2 separate regions of the Mus musculus genome follow, and region 2 is linked to region 1. A link is a contact called in public promoter capture Hi-C data. All regions are on one chromosome and are shown on one strand. Each heading gives the region's core, a stretch centred on a gene start, on an enhancer-like site or on the middle of the called end of the contact. The rest is flanking DNA. Distances are from core to core; before and after follow the strand shown. Region 1 holds the start of Ptdss2 (phosphatidylserine synthase 2). Region 2 holds the start of Cdhr5 (cadherin-related family member 5).

Evidence for each region. Capture Hi-C pulls out chosen DNA fragments and counts their contacts.
Region 2: a promoter capture Hi-C map of pancreatic islet shows a contact between it and region 1. The contact joins the promoter of Cdhr5 here to the promoter of Ptdss2 in region 1. A contact is called at or near these places in 1 of 115 datasets of contacts at active chromatin or transcription factors (memory CD8 T cells) and 3 of 9 other capture datasets (adipose tissue, liver and pancreatic islet).

What each region holds. Positions count from the first base shown.
Region 1 is chr7:141,127,607-141,134,242 of GRCm38.p6, reverse strand. It overlaps Ptdss2 (phosphatidylserine synthase 2), which reads right to left and starts at 2,957. Exons shown (of 12, transcript NM_013782.4): 1 at 2,726-2,957. The coding sequence starts at 2,841.
Region 2 is chr7:141,271,581-141,278,400 of GRCm38.p6, reverse strand. Cdhr5 (cadherin-related family member 5) reads left to right here and starts at 1,615. Exons shown (of 15, transcript NM_001114322.1): 1 at 1,615-1,776; 2 at 1,855-2,030; 3 at 2,363-2,413; 4 at 3,862-3,954; 5 at 4,134-4,235; 6 at 4,344-4,454; 7 at 4,543-4,713; 8 at 5,296-5,386; 9 at 5,469-5,566; 10 at 5,687-5,887; 11 at 6,025-6,138; 12 at 6,216-6,300; 13 at 6,399-6,820. The coding sequence starts at 1,683. Sct (secretin) reads left to right here. Exons shown (of 4, transcript NM_011328.3): 4 at 1-72.

The DNA of each region.
Region 1 (6,636 bases), core at 1,708-4,207:
GAAGGCGTTGCCAAGAAAGGGACAGGGCCGGTCCCAGGTCAGGTCTTCAAGAGGCTTCTAGCCTGTTACACTGGCTTTCTTGGCTTGTTGATCTGATAGTCAAAAGAGTATGAATTATCAAATCATGCTTACTAAATGTGGGCAAGTCTAGGTAAGCCCTAGCCCACAGTGATAGATCACTTATATCTGAAGCTGCAGAAATTATTGCTACGGATGTACTGGTGATTTCTGCCCCAACTCTCCTAGATGGCTCACTAGAAGCACCATGCTCTAAGACCCAAGAATAGACTACCAATTCTCAAACTGTCACAGATTCCATGCTGGTGGGAGTGGGTTAGAAAGTGAGATCCAAGCCGGGCGTGGTGACACACGCCTTTAATCCCAGCACCCGGGAGGCAGAGGCAGAGGCAGGTGGATTTCTGAGTTCGAGTCCAGCCTGGTCTACAAAGTGAGTTCCATTACAGCCAGGGCTATACAGAGAAACCCCATCTGGGGAAAAAAAAAAAAAAAGAAAGAAAGAAAGGAAAGGAAAGGAAAGGAAAGGAAAGGAAAGGAAAGGAAAAGAAAAGAAAAGAAAAGAAAAGAAAAGAAAAGAAAAGAAAAGAAAGTGAGATCCCGTGGTAGGGGGTTGGGTTGGAGCCCTGACTCAGAGGTTAACAACACAGGCTACTCTTCCAGAGGACCCAGATGGGGTCCCTAACATCGACTCAGCAGCTCCCGTCTGGAACTATGGTTCCAAGGGACCCAACACTCTCTTCTGGCTTCTAGGGGCATTGCATACAGGTTTTATACACACACATGCAGGCAGAACATCAATACACACAAAATAAAACTTTATATAAATAAAGTTCCAGGTCTGTGCCAGAATCAGAGCTCTTGTTTAGTTTCCTGATATTATCCCCTAAGATAGTAATGACACTCAGCAAAAGTCCCCAAAATACACACTGAAGAATGGCTGAATGAATAAATGACTATAAAGCAAGAAAGGCAAGCCAGCAACACACTCCAGAATTCTCAGTCCAGTGGCCGTCACCTGCACTGAAGGACAGTCCCGCCTCTCTCCTGTCCAAGAGCCATGGTGGAGGCTACCTGATAGAGAATTGATGTTTAAAAACCCACTTGAGTAATTCACGGACTGCTATGAATGTAAGGCCAATTGGAGTCCTTTATTTAAGTAGGCAACCAGGAACAGGCTCCTGCCACAAAGATCTCTTGGCCCTGAAGTAAGGCAGTGCACGGTTTATGAAAACAAAAAACCAGGTGTGGGTCAGGGATTTTGTAAGCATCATTCCTCTTTGTCCTGTCATCCAGGATATGACTGAGATGGTGTGGGGTCAGTTATGGGGTTAGAGGCCATTATGTCCAGTCAAGAAGAATGGGGTATGGGATCAGTCTTCAGATTAGTTTATGGGGTTGCAACAGCCCGACTTATAGGCCATTTTAATGTCCAAAGGACCTCAAAGGTCAAAGAAGGCCATCGGCACTAGCTCTGGCACCATACCCACAACTTCAACTGCCCCATGCTCGCTTCCAAGCGCGCTCTCTCTCTCTCTCCCTCTCTCGCTCCCTCCAGGGTCTGGCTGTACTGGAAACTCACTATGTAAACCAGGCTCGCTTCAAACTCACAGAGACCCACCTGCCTCTGCCTTCCAAGTGCTGGGATTGCTTCTTTTCCCTCTAATGTTTTCACAGTCATTAGACGGAATCATATTGAAAAGCAGCTCTGGTTGGCTCTCACTGCAGAAGCTGTCCATAACCCAGGGAAGGTGCTAATAGTATAAGGTCCAGATGCAAAGCTATCTCCCACACCCAACCCACTTTCCTGCTATTTCAACTGTATCTCACCAGTGCCTCAGTTACCACTCCCACTTGCAAGCCAGAGATACAAGCTGACATACACAAGAGTCCCTTGGAGGACCCTATCTGTGTGATGGCACCTTCTCCTGAATTATCTTAACACTTCCAGACCAGGATTCTCTCTGATCAAATGTGTTCTGGACACTGCCACAGCTCTGTTCTCTCAGAGCAACTTCCACTTAACATCCCCTCCAGTGGGAACACATTTGTTTCTGTGCACTTGGGTGTCACTTGCCTGTAGGGCCCACCCTGGGACTCCAGTGTCGCATAGGTGGGTAGAAACTTGGCTGCCTGAAATAAAAGCAAAGCCATTCCTCTCATGAAGCGTGCTCCTTCTCACAAACAAGGAAAGGTGAAGGGTTAGCCCAAGGTCATGGGATTACACCTGGTCAGCCAGGGCGGTGGCATGGTCCTTCAAAGAAGCAAAACACCTGCAATTCCTACGCACTCAACTCCACGAAAGGCAGACGGGGCAACCTGACCCCAAAACTTGTCAGAGGTTGAGTTGTGCAAGCAAGGGTCACTGAAAAGGGTAGCTGTGAGGAAAATCTACCATACAGATATGCCATGCCCACCAGGCCAGTTCAGGGCAACGTTACGGGTGAAGAGCAGGGGAACAACAGCTATCCCCCAGAAAGGGAAACCTGAAAAGTCACTAATATGTAGTGGCCAGGCCTTCCAGAGCTCATCCCGGGGCTCCTCCGATCCGAAAAAACACTCGACATCTCATACGGAGACGACCACGGGGGGTTCCACGAGGGCCGGAGGGAGTGAGGCGCTCCCCTGGCTGATCCAGGCCCTGACGGTTCCCGATTCCAATCTAAACTGTCTGTCCCAAACTCCTGCCCCGACGCGGGGAGACCCTCACCAAAAGAAGGTGTTAGTGCCATCGTCGTAGACTTCAGACTCGGTGCTGCGGCGGCCCTTGAGCAGCGGAGACTCAGATCCCGAGCCTCCGGCGACTCTGCGCTCGCCCCTCCGCATGGCGCCCGGCCTGCGCAGCCCAGTAGGCTGCAGGCGGTGGGCTGGGGTCGCAGTGCTGCCCGGCGGGGTCTCCGCGGGAGTGGGGCGGGGCCGTGAGGCATTGTGGGACGCGTAGTGCGCGCCGGGCCGCAGGGCATGCTGGGCGCTGGAAAGCCCTAAACTGCCCGGTGGGAGGGACGCGGTCCGGTTGCTAGGAGACCGGCCGCGTGCTCCGCCTGACAGAGACTGTACAAGCCGGCTGGCACTGGCTGGTGTTGATAAAGTTCCGAAGACATATAATCTCTGGGGATAGGGACGCAAAAGAGACTCAACCTAAACTGTTGTGGTAGACAGCCCTGCCAAGCAAACTAAACTCCGGAAGCTGAGGCAGGAGGATTGAACGAATCCAAGGACAGCCTGAGTTATTCAAACCTTGAATTAAAAAAAAAAGGAGGCGCCGGGCACTGGTGGCCCATGCCTTTAATCCCAGCACTTGGGAGGCAGAGGCAGGCGGGTCTCTGAGTTCAAGGCCAGCCTGGTCTACAGAGTGAGTTCAAGGACAGCCAGAACTACACAGCGAAACCGTCTCGAAAATGAATGAATGAATGAATAAATAAATAAGATGAAATAGTGATAGAGAAATGGCTTAGCAGTTAAGATCACTGCCTGACCTTCTAGAGGATGGAGTTCAGTTTCCACTCTCACATAGCAGCAGTGGCTCCAATGCCCTCTTCTAGTATCTAGGGCACTGTATACAGTTGGTGTATAGATGCATACACTCAACCAAAACACTTATACACTAATAAATAGATGTAGATAGATAGATAAATTAGATAAATTATTGCCAGACATGATGGCATAGTCCTTTAATCCTAGCACTCAGGTATCAGAGGCAGGAAGATCTATATGTGTTTGAAGCCATCCAAGTCTACACACTGTGAGCTCTAGATCAGCCAAGGCTAGACTCTGTCTCAAACTTTAACGTAAATAAAAATTAATGACTAAATTAGCAGGACCAGTCAAGTTGGATAGTTGAAACTGGTATGGTTAGTTGCTGAGAGTACTTACATTTTGCCAGAGGTAGGGAATGGGCTTCTTGTCTGAGAGTGTGGGTCCTTCTTCAGTTTTCTCAGATGTGTTGGCTTGTGGTGCCACCAGCCTGCAATCCCAGCACTTTGAGGTGGAGGTATATATATCAGGGAGTCTGTGGTTATCCTTCACGTGAGATTAGGAGTTAGATAGATTCCCTGATAGGCAGACAGAGAAGAGAGAGCCTATTGGATATTGAAGATGACAAAATTCAGCCGGGTAGCGGTGGCCCACACCTTTAATCCCAGTACTCAGGAGGCAGAGGCAGGAAGATCTTTGTGAGTTTGGGGCAGCCTGGTCTACATAATGAGATCCTAGAAAACAAAGGCTACAAAGAAAAACTCTATCTTGAAACAAACAAACAAATAAACAATAAGATGGCAGACTCTTGGTTTCTTCTTCACCCTCCTTACCTGAAATAAAAGTCTAGCAGCTTAAAAGAAAGGCCTTGGTGAACCTTTTCTCCACCAGGAGGGTCACCAGTCCAGACAAGCTCAAGGCCAGATCAGGACATGTTTGCCCAAAAGTCGTGGGTTTGTCAGCCTCCCTGTCATTGTTCAAACTGACAAACCATAAATTAGAGGAGTAAGACCCCCCATCCCCCCAGAGATCCTTGGAGCTCTCAGCCTGTGTTGCTGGGTATGGATGGCACCAGTAGTCCAGACCTTTCATTCCAGGTCCCAGGGGCAGGCAGATCTCAGTGAGTTTGGAAGGTTAGTTTAATCTACATAGCAAGTTCAAGTCAGCCTGGGATATATAGTGAGATCCTGTCTCAAACAAACAACCACCCAGCCTTCAAAGGGACTTCAAAAAAGGGCTTCAGAGGGGCTCCTGAAGGCCCCCTTAGATCTGCAGAGGGTCTTTCTAGGTGACCTGTGCAGGGTTTTAGACCCAGGGACAAGGGCTGAAGTGCATATTTTACATACTAAAGCACATCTAGCTTCCAGGTTCTCCCAGCATCCCTCAGTCCCTACCTGGCATACCACGTTGCTACTCTGAACTTTCCAGTTCAGGGGCTGGGCTGCCCTTTAGCCAGATATTTTGGTCTCTCCTCCCCACCCCCCCCCTCCTCCTCCTTCTCCTTTTCCTCTTCTTTTTCTTCCTTCTTCCTCCTCCTTCTCTTCTCCCTCTTATCTCTCTACCCTCCCTCTCTCTGCATGCACTCTTCTCTCTTTCTTTTCCTACTCCCTGCTCTCTCCCTTTCCATGGTGACTTCCCTAGCCCCCTTCCTTGGTACCAGTGAACCCTCCTATCCAAGAGCAGTTTCCCAGTGTACCTGTGCTTATATGTACTTTAATTTGGCTTGAATTGGCTCATTTCACTGGTGGAGAAATAACTTATCAGCTGGTACCTTGATGCTGGGTTTCAGACCTAGGATAAGGGGCTGAGGTACATATTTACAAAGCCCATCTGGCCTTCAGGTTCTCACAGCATCAGCATCAGTCAGTCCCCCTCCATCCCCCTCACCCCCACCCCCAGTCTGAAACCCAATACCCCGTGTGCTTCTTCACCCTAATAAAAGCCTTTCTTTACCAGCCAAGTCTACTGCTTGTGCCTTTAAAAAAAAAAAGATTTTATTTTTTTATTTATTTTATGTATGATCATACAGTCCCTGTCTTGAGACACACCAGAAGAGGCCACCGGATCCCATTACAGATGGTTGTAAGCCACCATGTGGTTGCTAGGAATTGAACTCAGGACCTCCTGAAGAGTTAGTTTAGTCAGTGCTCTTAACCACTGAGCCATCTTTCCAGCCCCCTGCCCCTGCTTGTGCCTTTTAATTCTTCACCCCACCCCCACCCCCACCCCCAAGACAGGGTTTCTCTGTAGTGGTGGTTATCTTGGAACCCACTCTACAGACTAAGCTGGCCTCTATTAGATATCTGCCTGCCAGCCGGGCGCGATGGCACAGGCCTTTAATCCCAGCATTTGGGAGGCAGAGGCAGGAAGATTTCTGAGTTCGAGGCCAGCCTGGTCTACAAAGTGAATTCCAGGACAGCCAGGGCTATACAGAAAAACCCTGTCTTGAAAAAACCAAAAAAGAAAGAAAGAAAGAAAGAAAGAAAGAAAGAAAGAAAGAAAGAAAGAAAGAAAGAAAGAAAGAAAGAAAGAAAGAAATCTGCTTGCCAGTGTCAACTGAGTGCTAGGATTAAAAACGTGTGCCCCTCCTCCGCTCCATCCCTACTTCTCACTTCCTTTTAAAGTTCTTTTCTTGGCAGAGAGAAGAACCTAGACTCTTTAACTCTTGGTTAAATTGTCAGACAGAGGCCAGCTAGGCTACCTAAGACCCTGTTTGAAAAACCAAGAACAAACAAGCAAGCAAGCAGACAGAAATCACCAGTTACTGCAAAGGGAGATAGAGCCAATAGTCCCTTTAGTGTACTAGTCTATTTTGAGGATAAGAAACCAAGGCCACCACTGCTGGAGGTATTTGAACTCATTCTCAGTGGTTCATGTTTCTCCCAAGTTTTTTAAATTATCGTTTTACTAAGGCTCACAAATAATTTTTTTGGTTTTTTGAGAGTGTTTTTCTGTGCAGCCCTGGCTGTCCTGGAACTCACTCTGTATACCACCAGGCTGGCCTCAAACTCAGAGATCCGCCTGCTTCTGCCTCCCAAGTGCTGGGATCAAAGGCATATGCCACCACTGCCCAGCCACAAATCATCTTTTTACAAGGACAAAAAAAAAAAAAATTACATTTACTTAAGAATTAGGGTCAGGCAGTGG
Region 2 (6,820 bases), core at 366-2,865, 150 kb before region 1:
AGTCTCTAGGACCCTGGCTGGAGTAGGGATTGGTTGTCCTTGGCATCAATAAAAAAGGAATTTAGACCCTGGTCTTTTAGCTCATGGTGTGTGATGTCTGATAAAATGAAGGCCGCCTCTGCTCCGAGAGCCTGGAAGGCGTGGACAGATCCAGCCATCTCATTCAGTGGCTAGGACCACACCCAGCTGCCCTTTGAACCCAAGAAGCCAGCTAGGACATTTCTTATCTCTGGCATCAGCTGAACCCCTCTTTTCCCAGCTGAATTCCCTAGAGTGCCACCTTGCCCTGTGGTCCATTTAGCAAAATTTCTAGGGATCAGGGACTCCCCACCCTGGTCCAGCCATGTGGCCAGGGTAAATGAAGTGGTGAGGAGGAGGCTCAGGCGGGGTCATAGGGGTCCGCTTATGAGTGGGAGGACCTGAGTACATCCTGGCTCTAACATGTCTAGGCCTGAGGCCTGACGGTGATGTCATCTCCCAGTAGGCAGCTGTAGGACCAGTGAAGGGTTGTGAGACAGTGCTCAGTCTTTGCAGAGGCTTGGAGCCTCGGGAAGGTTTTCAGACACCTAAAGCAGCCAGCCCTGCAAAGGCCCACAGTAGTGAGAGCTGTGCAGGCCCTTTCAACAGAACACCCCCTACGACCCTCCTGATCCCACCCAGGGCCTTCTTCCTATCTCTGAGAGCTTACAGGCAAAAGGAGAGGAAGCATATCTAATGGAGGCCTGGGCTGTGTCCTCACCAGGATTCCTGTCTTCCATCAGATACTGGCTCCCCAAACCCCAGCTCCTAGCTGTGGCTGAAAGGTTCTATCTGCATCCTAACACCAACCAAGGCTCTGCCAGGCCCTACCCTGGGGGAACTGCTGTGTTTCTCATACAGCAGGAGCATACTGGGACACAGCCATTTCCCTTGGGAGTGGACGAGGGAAGGGAAGGGAGACGACATGACATAGCTCCAGGGATTTTGCTAGAGAACACTGAGGAGAAAGAGACAAGATGAGGGACACCCCAATGAGGGCTACAGTAGACCCAATGGCTCAGCCTGTTCTTGCTCCCAGCTCCCCACAGCCCTGCCCCCATTCCCCACAGCCCTGCCCCAGCTCTCCATAGCCCTGCCCCAGCTCCCCACAGCCCTGCCCCAGCTCCCCAGACCCATGGTTCCATCCCACAGGCCTGCTTCAGCCCCCAGCCCTGACTCAGCTCCCTACAGCCCTGCCCCAGTTCCCCACAGCCCTGCCCCAGCTCTCCATAGCCCTGCCCCAGCTCTCCATAGCCCTGCCCCAGCTCCCCATAGCCCTGCCCCAGCTCCCCAGACCCATGGTTCCATCCCACAGGCCTGCTTCAGCCCCCAGCCCTGACTCAGCCTCCTTAGATCTATGGCCCCAGAGCCTTGCCCTGGCTCCCCACACCTATTCTCCACTCCTCCTTGTTCTCAAGCTTCATACACCTTATGTGTAGTTCCCGTGGGTTGAGTCTCCAGCTAACTTCCTGGAAGTCCAGGCCGAAATATGACCTCATGTCCCCTGTTAGTGCCGGCCAGCGGGAGTCCCCTTGATAGAGGCCATCTGTAAAGGGTCATAAAATGAGGCGGTGCCTGGCAGGGGCGAAGGTCGCCAAGGCAGGAATTGTACCAGCCCTGGAACCAAGCAAGCTGGATCCTTCTTCCAGGTGACAGCTGCCGCCATGGGGGCTCCGGCCCTCCTGTGGCCTTCCCTGCTGTTGCCATGGCTCACAGTGCTGTTTGGCCAACCTCCGGGGACCTTGGCCCAGACCCAGGGTATGTGTCGGGCAGGGGCAGGACAGGTGGGTGGCAGAGCTCTGATGAGGAACCAACTTCTTCTTTCCAACTTTCTAGTCTGCTCTGTGAACCAGACCATATTTAGAGTCGAGGAGAACACCACTGTTTCTGAGCCACTGGTGAACATTTTTGTCCCAGACGGCCTGCACGTGACCTTGGGACCCTTGTCCACTCCTTATGCCTTTAGGATCGAAGGAAAAGATCTGTTTCTCAACGTGACTCCAGATTATGAGGTACAGTCTGTAGGCTGGATGGAATGTGCCTTCATGGAGACATACATGGGCGGGCCTCCTAACCTGGGGAAGATTCAGGGAAGGAGGGGCTGAGGGTTCTCTATCCCCCTGAGTGAGGAACCCTTCAGGCCCTGTGGTCGGTTGGTTGGTACTGAGGGGGAGGGCCGTAGGGGACAAAGCTGCCAAATGCCCCCCCCCACACACCCAGGATTTCCCACAGATGACTGGGGCGCTGGAGCGGTACCTGCTCTCCTAGCCGTACTCTCCCGTTCTAGAGCAGCATAGCTCCTTATGTGGCAAGTGACTCATAGGGCCCCTGGCTTCATCCTTAGGAAAACTCATTGCTCCAGGCAGATGTGGAGTGTAAGAGAGGAGATGCGGTGGTAAGTTAACCCCAGTACCTGATCACCTCTGCCTTCTGTCAGAGTACCCCAAGGCCATTCCCCCATGACCTCAGCTCTCTCCTGGCCACTCCCACGCTTGCTTCTTTCAGCCTAGACTTCCCTGAGCTCCAGACTCAAAGTCAGCTAACTTAGAGCTGTGGATTAAGTCAATACCCTGAGGCCCTAAGTCTGCCTCTCATCCCTCACCTGCCAGCCACTTAGGCCCCTTTTGAGGTCACCCCACCCCAGGTACATTGTTGGGATTGTCGGTTGTGCCTCAGTTAGAGTCAGCCCTACTCTTCCTACCTCTAGTCCCACGGGGCCTTGGGCAGCAGGTCTCCTTTCTGACCCTGCCGCAGATCCATTTGCTCTCCGTGCCCTTGGTCCTTCTCTATTCCTTCCCCCACATAGTGAATCCCTAGAGAGTCATAACCACAACCCCAGACAGCCTCACACAGAAACTTCTACGTTTCTTACCGGACTCCAAAGCTAAATGCACAGGTGGGTGGGTGAGGCAGGCTAGGGCATGCAGACACTGATCTGGTATGCAAATTCATTTTGATGCTTAACCCTCCTACGTTATGCTGCCCCGCTACCCTATCCCATACATCGTATCCCTCAGCCTCCACCACAAGCCTTTTACTAAAGGAAGCTCGAAGAAATAACAGGCCCCACATAATTTCTGCTTCACCATGAGCAACTCTCACACCCTGCACTCCTACCTGGCTCCATGACATGTTACCACACACATCTTGGGCCACGTCTCTAATAGGTAGTAATATTAAAAAAACAAAACAAGACAAAACTTATTTTTTTTTTTTGGTATAGTTCAGTGGTAGAGTATCTGCCTAGTATGATTTGAAGCCCTGGGCTCCACCTTCAACACATGAATATAATTCACACACATACACAGACATACAGATACACAGAGAGACAGAGACAGAAACAGGAAGACAGAGAGAGGCATGGACTTGGTATCTGTCACACCTGAGAAGAACAGCTTTCTCTCTGTCCTCCAGCACCTGGCTGTGTTCGTTTCTCCCTGGGTCTCAGGAAGGGTTCTCTCATGGAATAAAGCTGTTTGGTTTTAACCTAAAGGCCCCTTTCTCTGATCTTCTCTTGGAGACCTGTTTCTGAAGCCGCGAGAGGCTGTTTTTCTCCCTTCGATGCGTTGCTGGTTGTGGCCCTGGGATTGTCATCATTTCTCTTCAGCCCACCCACCACACACATGTGGCCACACTCTAAAACTTGTTTTTACAGTCTACGTTCCTCCTAGAACAGTAGCTCACAGGCCACCACATTATTGCTGCCATCAGAGCTGTGGAATGAAAGGGAAAGAATGACTGACTGACTGAATGAATAAGATAAGAATAATGAAACAGATAAGAAAAGGAATGAATGAATGATGGGTCATCAGAGCATTGCTGACTTTGGTGACTTTGCTGCAGGTGGTACGCCTGGAGGTGTTTGTGGCTGTCCTGGATATCAATGACAATGCGCCAAAATTCTCCTTTGAAATCAAGACATTTAATGTATCGGAGGTGAGCCCAGTCGGAACCAGTGCTGTCTTGAGCATGGAGAGGCAGGGGGACACAGGGTGTCTGCAGGGGGACACAGGGTGTCTGCAGGGGGACACAGGGTGTCTGCGGGACCACATCGGGAAGATCTATATACAGAAACCACAGCATGGCTGGACCAACCTCCTCTTCTCCATTCCCAGGACACCAAAGTGAATACAACCGTCATCCCTGAGACACAGCTGAAGGCTACAGATGCTGACATAAATGACATCCTAGTCTACACTCTGCAGGAAGTGACCCCCGTCAGTGCTTCCCCAGCCCCACTCATTATTGACAACCCTCACTCTTTCTGATGCCTTCAGGCCTCAGTTTCTCCACCTTCCAGAGTCCCACCTCCTTCCCCTCCACAGAATGCCAGCAAGTTCTTCTCCCTGGAGGGCGTAAACTACCCTGCTCTGAAGTTGGACCAGACCCTGGATTACTTCAAGAATCAGAACATGACCTTCATGCTGCTGGCACGGGTAAGTGGATCACATCTTCCTAAGTCCTGGGTGTTCTAGGTCCTGTCCAAGCTGGGCCTGACCTATCAGGGGCTGGCTGTCACTACAGGATACTTGGGAGGAAAATGTAGAGCCCAGCCACACGGCCACTGCCACCCTGGTCTTGAACACGCTGCCAGCTGACCTACGGACCCCCTGGTTCCTGCCATGCTCCTTCACAGATGGCTATGTCTGCATTCATGCCCAATACAGTGCGGTTGTCCCCACGGGACACAAACTGGTAATGGGGAGAAAGGAGGCCCAGGCCCAGGGTCAGACTTGAATCTAGAGCCAAGTCAGAAAACGTTCAGGGAAGGGATCCAGCCATGGCCCTGTGCTTCTGGAGAGGCTGGCAGACAGTTCTGTGATTTAAGAAACAAACATGAACAATCAATCAATCGATCGATCAATTAATCATCAATCAATCATTAACTATCCCTCCTGGGGGTGGGGCAAAAATCAGTGAGGAGTGTGGATCCTGTTATGTAAGCTGGGATGTGAAGACTTCAGGAGCAGGGCTGATGCTAATAAGGGACTGCTAAGTCCTTGTCTAGATGACAGTCTCCTCTGAGGCCAGCAGTGCCACTGGGCAGGGTGGCCCGCCAAGGCCACCACAGCCTCCACTGTGCAGAGGGGCATACACTGAAGCTGCAAGCCTTCCTTCATAAGTTCTTGTTGCCACTGAGTCCTTCTGTGGCCGCAGCTCTGTCCCAAGCAGGCACTGCCCCTCCCTCCAGGCTCCAACTCACGTTTCAGATCTTGAGGGGCAACAAGAGAGTAAGAGCGGGGGCTCTGAAACCTCAAGATGTCCCTATCCCTACAGCCGTCCCCCCTCATCATGAGTCCTGGTCCCATCTATGCTGTGGACGGAGATCAGGCCATTAACCAGTCTATCATCTACAGCATTATAGCGGGTAAGTGAGGGCTTAGCTCCACAGCACCTGGAGCCCACAACAGAGGGACCAGACACCAAACTCCACCCCCAAATTCTTCCAGGAAACACAGATGGCACATTCATCATCAACGCACACGATGGCAACCTCACAATGACCAAAAGTATCCCGAGCCCCATGAAGTTCACCCTTCTGATCAGGGTGGGTACCGGTACTGGATGATGGATGGGTCTCCTGTGTCCCTAGCTGTGTCCCCAGCTGTGTCCCCTGCTGTGTTCCCAGTTGTAGCTCCATTAAATCCTGCTTCCCCTGACTCCTCAGGCTGATCAGGAAGACATGGCTCAATACTCAGTGACCCAGGCCATCGTGGAGGCTCGCAGTGTCACTGGAAACCCACTCCAGTTCTCCCAGAGCCTGTACTATGGCACAGTGGTACTGGGATCTGAGGCTGGCACAGCAGTGAAGGACAAGACCTTCCCTTCGGAGATCCTGAGGATCCAGGCTCAGTACCCAGGCTTCCCGGTATGCAGTCCCCCCCCCCTGTTCACCTAGGAACCCTATAAGTATACCTGGACCCTCTGGCCTCCTCTCTCTGTCCAGGCTGCTTGGGGTGGGCAGTAGGGCACCAGGCCTATGTCTTACTGTAGTGCCTCATCTAGGACCTCAACTCAGCTGTCACATATCGAGTCACCAACTCCTCAGAATTCATGATGAATAAGGATATCATGCTGACTGCTGTGCCTATGGAGGAAGCAAGAACCATCCGTGTAGAGGTGGAGTGGGGATAAGGGGACCAAAGGTGTGGGGGTAAAGAGGGACCCAAGAGGAACAAGCCCCTTTCCTGACCCAGGTAGAAGCTAGCAATACTGTGACTAAGGACACAGCCACCGCTGTTGTTGAGATCCAGGTGTCAGAGCGAGAACTGCCCTCCACAGGTGAGCCCCCAGGGCCTCCCAAGCAGGGTGGCTCCCCCTCTGGGACAGGCATATCTGGGGACAGAGGCAAACCCAAGTTTTGTACATGCCACCACCAGAGTTCCCCACACCCCCAGAAGCTGGAGGAACGACTGGGCCTTCAAGTAACACCACTATGGAAGCCCCCTTGACCTCTGGGACCTCTCAAAGACCTGCCACCACCAGCTCTGGGGGAAGTGTTGGCCCATTCCCACCTGGTGGCACAACTCTAAGACCACCCACCCCTGCCTCATCCATACCTGGGGGGTCCCCTACTCTTGGAACCAGCACCTCTCCCCAGACAACCACTCCTGGTGGGGACTCAGCACAGACCCCCAAACCAGGAACCTCTCATCCAACAGCCCCTACTTCCAGAACAAGTACCTCCCTCATGACAACCTCATCCAGAAGTGACTCAACACAGACCCCCAAGCCAGGAACCTCTCAGCCAATGGTCCCCATTCCAGGGGCCAGCACCTCTTCTCAGCCAGCCACACCTAGT